Linked DNA regions of Hordeum vulgare: region 2 is linked to region 1. The links are chromatin contacts, called in public Hi-C maps. All regions are on one chromosome and are shown on one strand. Each heading gives the region's core, a stretch centred on a gene start, on an enhancer-like site or on the middle of the called end of the contact. The rest is flanking DNA. Distances are from core to core; before and after follow the strand shown. Region 1 holds the start of LOC123445807 (probable anion transporter 2, chloroplastic). Region 2 holds the start of LOC123445823 (coronatine-insensitive protein homolog 1b).

Evidence for each region. A called contact is a pair of places that touch in the nucleus more often than the background predicts.
Region 2: a Hi-C map of seedling shows a contact between it and region 1, with 2.2 times the contacts expected there. The contact joins the promoter of LOC123445823 here to the promoter of LOC123445807 in region 1. A contact is called at or near these places in 3 of 6 Hi-C or Micro-C datasets (leaf and seedling).

Annotation. Positions count from the first base shown.
Region 1 is chr1H:466,703,765-466,707,427 of MorexV3_pseudomolecules_assembly, reverse strand. LOC123445807 (probable anion transporter 2, chloroplastic) reads left to right here and starts at 1,381. Exons shown (of 7, transcript XM_045122810.1): 1 at 1,381-2,180; 2 at 2,998-3,224; 3 at 3,639-3,663. The coding sequence starts at 1,704.
Region 2 is chr1H:466,896,382-466,900,506 of MorexV3_pseudomolecules_assembly, reverse strand. It overlaps LOC123445823 (coronatine-insensitive protein homolog 1b), which reads right to left and starts at 1,383. Exons shown (of 3, transcript XM_045122811.1): 1 at 712-1,383. The coding sequence starts at 1,220.

The DNA of each region.
Region 1 (3,663 bases), core at 132-2,631:
AGACGATCAAACACCTCTTTTTCGATCGCCCGCTGGCAAAATTATTATGGAGTTCGATCCATATAGCCTTTAATATCACGCCTTCAACTAGCATTCAGTCGTTGTTTGGGACGTGGCTAGGCGGAGTAGATATCTGTACGGAGAGATAGATTCACATAAGAGTTTGTGCGTTACTGTGGGCTATATGGAACTGTAAGAATGACATGATCTTTAACGGGAAATATCAAATCAATTTTTTGCTGGTTTTGCATAGGGCAACGTCTTTGATCCGTACTTGTTCGCTACTCACTACTGCGGAGAACAGAGATTCTTTGGCTATTGGATCTATCCAATGAAAGATGATAGCTCAGGATATTTTCAATCGGTTTTGATGACGGTCTAATAATAGAATAACCGGATAGGTTTCTAGTCTTATTGTACGTCGGTTGTCGCTATTTATCTTTTGAATTTTCAGCTCTTCATAAACTTGTACTGAACTGTAGATTTTTTCAGCACTTTAAATAAAGATGATCTTGCATCTTTCTGATGCAGAAGGCGGAGATGGGCCTCCTTTCCTAAAAAAAATAGCATGCGTTTGAAAGTTGCGTTTGGTGCCCAAAGCAAAACCGAGCCTGTTTCTAAAACCAGGCGCACCGCTGCCCTGAATCTGAAATGTCAACATCTAGGACCAACAGTCTAGTGGACGATTTTACTGTTTTAATTCTTTTGACATAGTTTAGCAAGATCTAATTTTGTTTATAATTTTTTTATCTAATTTTTTCCTACCGTCATCCGCTATGACGAAAGACATACACCCCCTATTACCGTTTCATGTGGCGGTAGGGTTCGGATCAACACATACGACGTCTTTTAACTCCGTTGATGTGAATAAGTGACTACTGTCATAAGAAATGATAGTAGGATGTATATGCCTACCATCGCAACAGGTAGCGGTAGGGTGTTCAGATAGTCAATTCCATCATAGAAAAATTAAGTGTGTAAACGCCCTACTGTCACATGTTGTGACGATAGAAAACTACACCCTACCGTCACTTTCTATAATGGTACCTATTTATCCACGTCAGCAGGATCAAACGATGCCGTCTGCGTTAACCGAAACTATATCGCCACACAAAGTGACCCTATAGAGTGTATGTCTATCGGCACAACGATAGAAAAGAATTAGATCCGATTTTTTTTTCATAAACGGATTTGGATCGGGCTAAACTATAAAAAAGAGAGTCAAAACGGTGAATTTGGCCCAGTCCAGTCTTGGTTAGCAGTCTTGTTTTCCATTCTCAATTTCTCATGGAGCGGTCGCCATCGAGCTCCCTGACTCCTCCTCCTCCTCCTCGCGTCGCCGCTTTGGCTCGGGCGCCAGCCGGGTAGGTGGCGACTCGGCGCGGCACACGGTAGGTGCCCACCGCACCGGCCGCGCGACGGCGCCACCCAGCAGCAATTGCCTTGACCATTCCCCCCCTAGCCGATCAGCGCTAGCTAACAACCCCGCCCGCTCCCACATCTTCTGGGATCCGCAACCTACCACCTTTCGTCCTCCCCGAGGTCCCAAATTTATACCACCAACCAACCCAGTTGGTCAATCGTACTACCACTTGTCTGCCTCGTACTCCTTAATTACCATGGCATACACCAAGCATCTTCCGGTCTCTGCTCCGCCTCTCTGAGCACGCCCGGTCAGCTCCAGTCACCTCCTCGCGCGGATCATGGCGTCGGTGAGATCCTGCGTGTCCGTCAAGCCGGCCGCTGGCCCGGCCAGGTACAGATCCGCCAGGGTCGGGGCCGTCAGCCTGGAGCCGACAAGGCTGCGGATATCCGCTTCTTCTTCTTCTTCGTTGGGCTCGGCCGCGGATGGCTGCGGCAGAGGCGTCGGCTGTGCCACTGCCAGTAGCAGCGGCAGGGGCGACGCCGTTGTCGGTTTGGTTGGGGATGGCGGGAGGGCGAGGAGGCGGGGCGGGCGGGAGGTCGTCGCCACGTGCAGCGCCAGCCTGGAGGGGGTCCGCCATGGCGGCGCGGCCGCCGCCGTGGCCAGCGTGCCGGCGCTGCCCGAGCGGGCCAAGGTTGTGGCGCTCGTGGCGGCCGTCATGCTGCTCTGCAACGCCGACCGGGTCGTCATGTCCGTCGCCGTCGTGCCGCTCGCCGCGCAGCACGGCTGGTCCAGCTCCTTCGTCGGCATCGTCCAGGTACGCCCGCCCACTCCTTGCCATGTTAATTTACGCCTCAACATCAGCAGAAAGTAAAGTGAGGGTCATTTTGCTCTGACCTTAAGCAAGAACTCGGTAATGACAAAAAGGTTCCAACCATTAGTTGAGTATACATTTCTTATACCAAAAGTCCACTATGCATGATGTATCAACTTCAGATTGAGCCATGGGAACGACCGAAGCATTACATTCTTTTAAGCCAGGCTGCCTGATGGAACCAAGTTAACACCACGAGCTCGTGCTACACATGTCTATACAATATGGTTCTTGCAGGGGCCTTCATATAGGATATTTCAAGGGTCGATTTTGCGACAGAAGCCAAAAAATTAGCAAGCAGTACATGGGGATAAGTCAGCAACTTGAGCTGCTATTGTTTCCTGATTTATAAGTACAATGTTTAAATTTGACAATTGGACACTTGAAACATCCAATCTGATGGATGATATGCTACATGAACTGTATCAGATCATTACAACACCACTGACTGTTGTTTACCTCAATACCTGGTTACTGGGACCAGAAAGATTGATTGCATCAGTTGCTACTCCTTAAGGCTTAAACACCATTGCACAACCATTACTAGACGTCATTCAGCAAGTGTATGATGATATGATATATGAACTAATGCAGCATGCATATTGTGGTTGGAGATTCGAATACTTCAGCATTTTTAACAACCATTAAGCATGAGTAACTAGACGAGAAAAACACAGAAAATTATTGATATCCATTAGTGCATGATTGTTGATGTTCCGATTGATTGACTCGAGATTAAACTTTCCCACCACTGCTGCAGTCATCATTTCTATGGGGGTATGTTTTCTCATCCATGGTTGGAGGAGCTTTGGCGGACCGATACGGGGGGAAGAAGGTGATGGCAGGTGCTGCTGCACTCTGGTCCTTGGCCACTTTCCTCACTCCATGGGCCGCCTCTCAATCCGCCACTATGTTGCTTGCTGTTCGTGTGCTTTTTGGCGTTGCAGAAGGTGTTGCATTTCCGACGATGAGCACTTTCTTACCAAAGTAAGTAGCTCATATCACCCATTGAATTTACTCAGCATGGACATTTAAGTACTCTGCTCCAAGCAACAGTAATCTCAGATGCCTAAAGCAGAGCAGACAAAAGCAGTAACCTTCACCAACGCTTGGAGCAACATAAGCCGATATAATCTACTTCTTTGAGATCAATCACAATAGTGTACTAAAGCAGCAGCAATTAATTTAGATCGGAGGGAGTAAAACATATGGTGTTAGAAGAATTAGTTTAGCTCTGCATTCAAGTATGCTTTGTCTCATAGTTATACTTTTGGGTATGTTGGCCAATGATCATATCAGTAACCAATTACTTACAGAAAATGAAACATTCACTACATATATTGATGCAATCAAACTTAACTTCAGTTCAGGCTCTTAATTTCATTTTTGAACATGAAACAGGTGGTTCCCAACACATGAACGTGCC
Region 2 (4,125 bases), core at 134-2,633, 190 kb before region 1:
TGTAAACATGGTCAGCCTGACATTACATAACACTGCCCAAGTGTCCATGCTAGAATTAACTGATAACAGAAACAACAAACAACTTGACCATTAATTCTGTATAACAGTACGAATTCGAGTAAAAGACGAGCCAGCTTTAGGTCAAGCCAATCACTATTGGTTTGGCAATCAGTTACCTTACACCTTCTTCCTGCCAGATTTGGTGAGCTCTTGCAAATTACTTGGAAATATAAATGCTGAGAAATGGACTCTTGTGCATCATCAGCAACAACCAGAATGCAGAACATTCAATTGATCAATTATGAAGGAGACAAAAGGCACAAGGTAGATAGATACACCGCACTTACAAGGCAACCTTACTCTAACGACGCGAACACACTTGTAAAGACAGTGAACTGTGCTTTGCTGTGGTTGTACCATCATCATATTAGGAGAGTAGGGATAGCAACGGGCGTCCAGATCTCGAACTACTTTGGGTAAATATTACCCCGTGGAAGAACAAGTTTCTAGTTATGGAAATCCATAAGGGGTGTTGTATCATTGCGCCTACTACTTCGGGACATCGACCAAGCGGCAGCTGGATTCTCCGTCCAGTCACTATATCGCTGACCCCCAAACCCCAATTCCGGCGTACTTCTCTCTCTCTCGCGCGCGCGCGCAGATAGGAGATCGGAGCCAATAGGATTTTACCAAATGGAGAAGTTGCAGTACCTGCAGGATCGGGCGACGAGGCGGAGGGCGTCGGTGGAGAAGCCAGAGCACTTGTCGAGCTTGAGCTCCTGCAGCATGTGGCCGCGGGCGAGGACAAGGGCGGCGAGGTCGTCGTCGGTGACGACCATGCGGCGCAGGTGGAGCGCCTTGAGGCACTCGAGCGGGGCAGCGAGCTCGGCTATCCAGGGGCGAGCGTAGGCGCCCCAGTCGTCGGAGATGAGGCCGTACATGGCGGCGCGGGGCTTGCCCTTGACCCCGAGCGACTCGAGGCGCGGGAAGCGCGCGAGCAGGCGTGCCGGGGAAACCGCGTAGCAGAAGGGCACGGTGACATGCTTCCGCGTGAGCGCGTCGATGTGGTGCCACCGGCGGCAGGCCAGCGACGCCGCCTCCCGGTCGCGCGGGTCGTCGACGTACCCGAACACCAGGTGCAGCGCCTCCTCCGGGACGCCGCTGCCGTCCACGCTGAGCGCGCGGGTCAGCCGCCGCGGCTCCGGGGCCTCCCCGCCCATCGATCGGGCCTCTCCCCGCCTAATCCCCCGCGCTGGCTCGCCGGGGATCTGGTCCGGCGAGGGGCTGAGGCATGGGGATTTTGCCTCCCTTTCCCTCCCTCCCCCCGCTGGCTGGCTTTGCTCTGATGCTAGTGCAGAGGCGGAGAGAATTATTGGAGGGAGAAGTGTGGGGATGTGGATTGGTGGAGAGGCCGCTTTACTTCCTCGCGATCCAGCGCCACGTCGGCTCCGGCTCAGGTGGTGGAATTGCTTCGGCCACACACACTCACGCCGGCTGGGACGCAACCCTGTGGTGTGGATGTGGTGACCCCGCGATGATGGTGGCCTTCAAGAAGAGGGGTTGGGATAGCAGCTGAGCCACGTGAGAGTTGGTTCATGTCGATCATTGATCATCAGCCTATTAGCTCCTTTTGAGTGTGGAGCTCAGTGACATCTCTTTAGCTGTACTACTAGATTTTACCAGCAAAAAGGTCTAGGGTTTTTGGCCACTTGGTTGCATCCTTCACTTTTATCCGCAAAAAGGTGTCGTCGATTCTTAGCCTGGCACTAGCAGAAAATTAAATGTAATTGTCCAAGCGTTACGACTTTGCCCCGTGAAATGTGTAATTGATTAATTGTATTCTTAGTTTGGCTGGAAAATAATTGTAGCGTTATAACTTTGCTTGAAGTATATTCGAAAAGATGTTGTCGATTCAGTATTGATTAGTTCTATTCTTGACATGGATGGAAAATAACTGTAACCGTCCTAGCGTTACAACTTTGCTTGAAGTATATTCGCAAAGGATGTTGTTGATTTAGCATCGGTTAATTCTACTCTTAGCATGGCTGAAAAATAACTGTAGTCATCCTAGCGTTACAACTTTGCTTGAAGTATATTCGCAAAAGATGCTGCGATTTAGCATCGACTAATTACATTATTAGCCTGGCAAGAAATTGAATGTGATCATCATAGCGAACTTTGCTTGAAGTATATCCGCGAAAGGTGTTGTCCATTTAGCATCAATTAATTGTATTCTTAGCGTGACAGGAAAGTGAATGTAATCGTCCTACCATTGCAACTTTGCTTGAAGTGTATTTGACTTGATTACAATTGTGTATTGAAATTTAGTTACACGAAGCATACAATTGCAAGGCTCAGAAAGCCTAGGTTCACATTTTTCATTTACTTGAGAGTTTTTACTATGGATTCTTCTTATAGGTTTGGTAACTTTATAGCGTGTAGTTATCAAAGTACGTGAGGAGAACAATATGAGTTGCGATGTGCCCGATTCAGAAAACACTTTACAGATTTGTGTTATGTTACTTTACAAATATGTGTTGTGTTTTACACTTTCACTTATACCTTTATGGTAAGCTTACAACACATGACAATTGTAACTACGACAAAATATGTTATGCTCTAAGCTAACATTGTGTGTGAACGATTAAGCAATGTCTAACTTCTAGCCATGGACATTTGTAGAAATTTCAAATAAATACTAATGCATTGGATGAAAATAGACTCCAAGCTCCCGAGAGACACACTTATTGTGTTTGTTAATAGTCACATATATTACAACTATAGCCAAAGAAAGCACAAGGTCACCATTTTCATTTGCTTGTGGGTTTTCTAGCAAGACCGGAAAATATCATAGTATCATGTAACTATCAATGTACATGAATATGACATTTTGTGCTGAGTCATGACTCAACAAAGTTTTAGAAATAGGTGTTATGGTTTAATCGTGCTTTTATCAAGGTTGGAAAAAGCGTTAGGCGTAAGCGAGGAGGTTAGCGTGTGCCTAGTGCCTAGGCATTGCATAGGCGCCCTAGGCGTAGCCTAGCGGTAATATAGTATTTACTATTAGGATGTATTTATGGTTATTATATGTGTATAATCTTAATTCAAAGCATACATATAAGTTAACTACCAGCTACTTCCTTCGGAATATGGCCCGTTTGACACATTAGTGCAATATGGCGTGATTTCTCTCTCGGTAGAAAGTTTCTTGCATGCCCTGCCTAGGCATTCTCTTATTCCCTAGGCGAGGCGTTTGGCCATTGCCTAGCGCCTAGGCGTGCCTAAGCGCATCCTAGGCACTGCCTTTTCCAACAGAGGCTTTTGTGGTAAGCTTCATGCGCATGACAAGTATAACTTTATTACAAAATAGGTTATATTGAGTATTGATATCACAGCTCTTCCTTTTTCTCAACAGTTTATGCAAATCCTTAACTTGTAGTCATGTTTTTTTAGAAAGTTGAAATAAGCCCCGATTTGTTTTCTTGCTTATAGTTCAAATACATTTTTTTTCATACATCATGATGTTTTGCTTTTACTTGTCAGTTGTGACAAAATGATTGGGTTGTTGTCTATCTAAAGATTGTCCTCCATCCCAAAAAATATTTGCTTGTACTCTACTTTCAAAATTACTATACAAGAGTTAATTGTAAATCAAATGAACAAATGTGTCGCCTATGCATGGTTGGCACCACCATTATCTACTAATATTATGTAAGTGTTCATAGTGTACTTCCGGTGTTTCGCGTTCGGGCATTTCTACATGTTACGCTTGCGGTTTGAGTACCGACTATCTTCGGTTTGTAGAATCCTCGACAGTAGTATCAACATTTTAAAAAACTAGAGTACATACCCGTGTGTTGTGGTGGGAATTGGACGCAATAATTTCTATGAGATTTGATGGTACAAAACTTTTATATTCTGATTACCAATGTGAGAATTGAAACTCAAGCACATATCATTTAATATATTCAATTATTATATAGTTGTAGAAAATTTATTTAATAAGAGTAACATGTACTATTCCCTCCGTTCCAAAATATAAGACCTTTTAGGGATTTCATTAGGAGACTACATACAGAGCAAAATGAGTGAATCTATATTCTAAAATATGTCTATGTACATCCG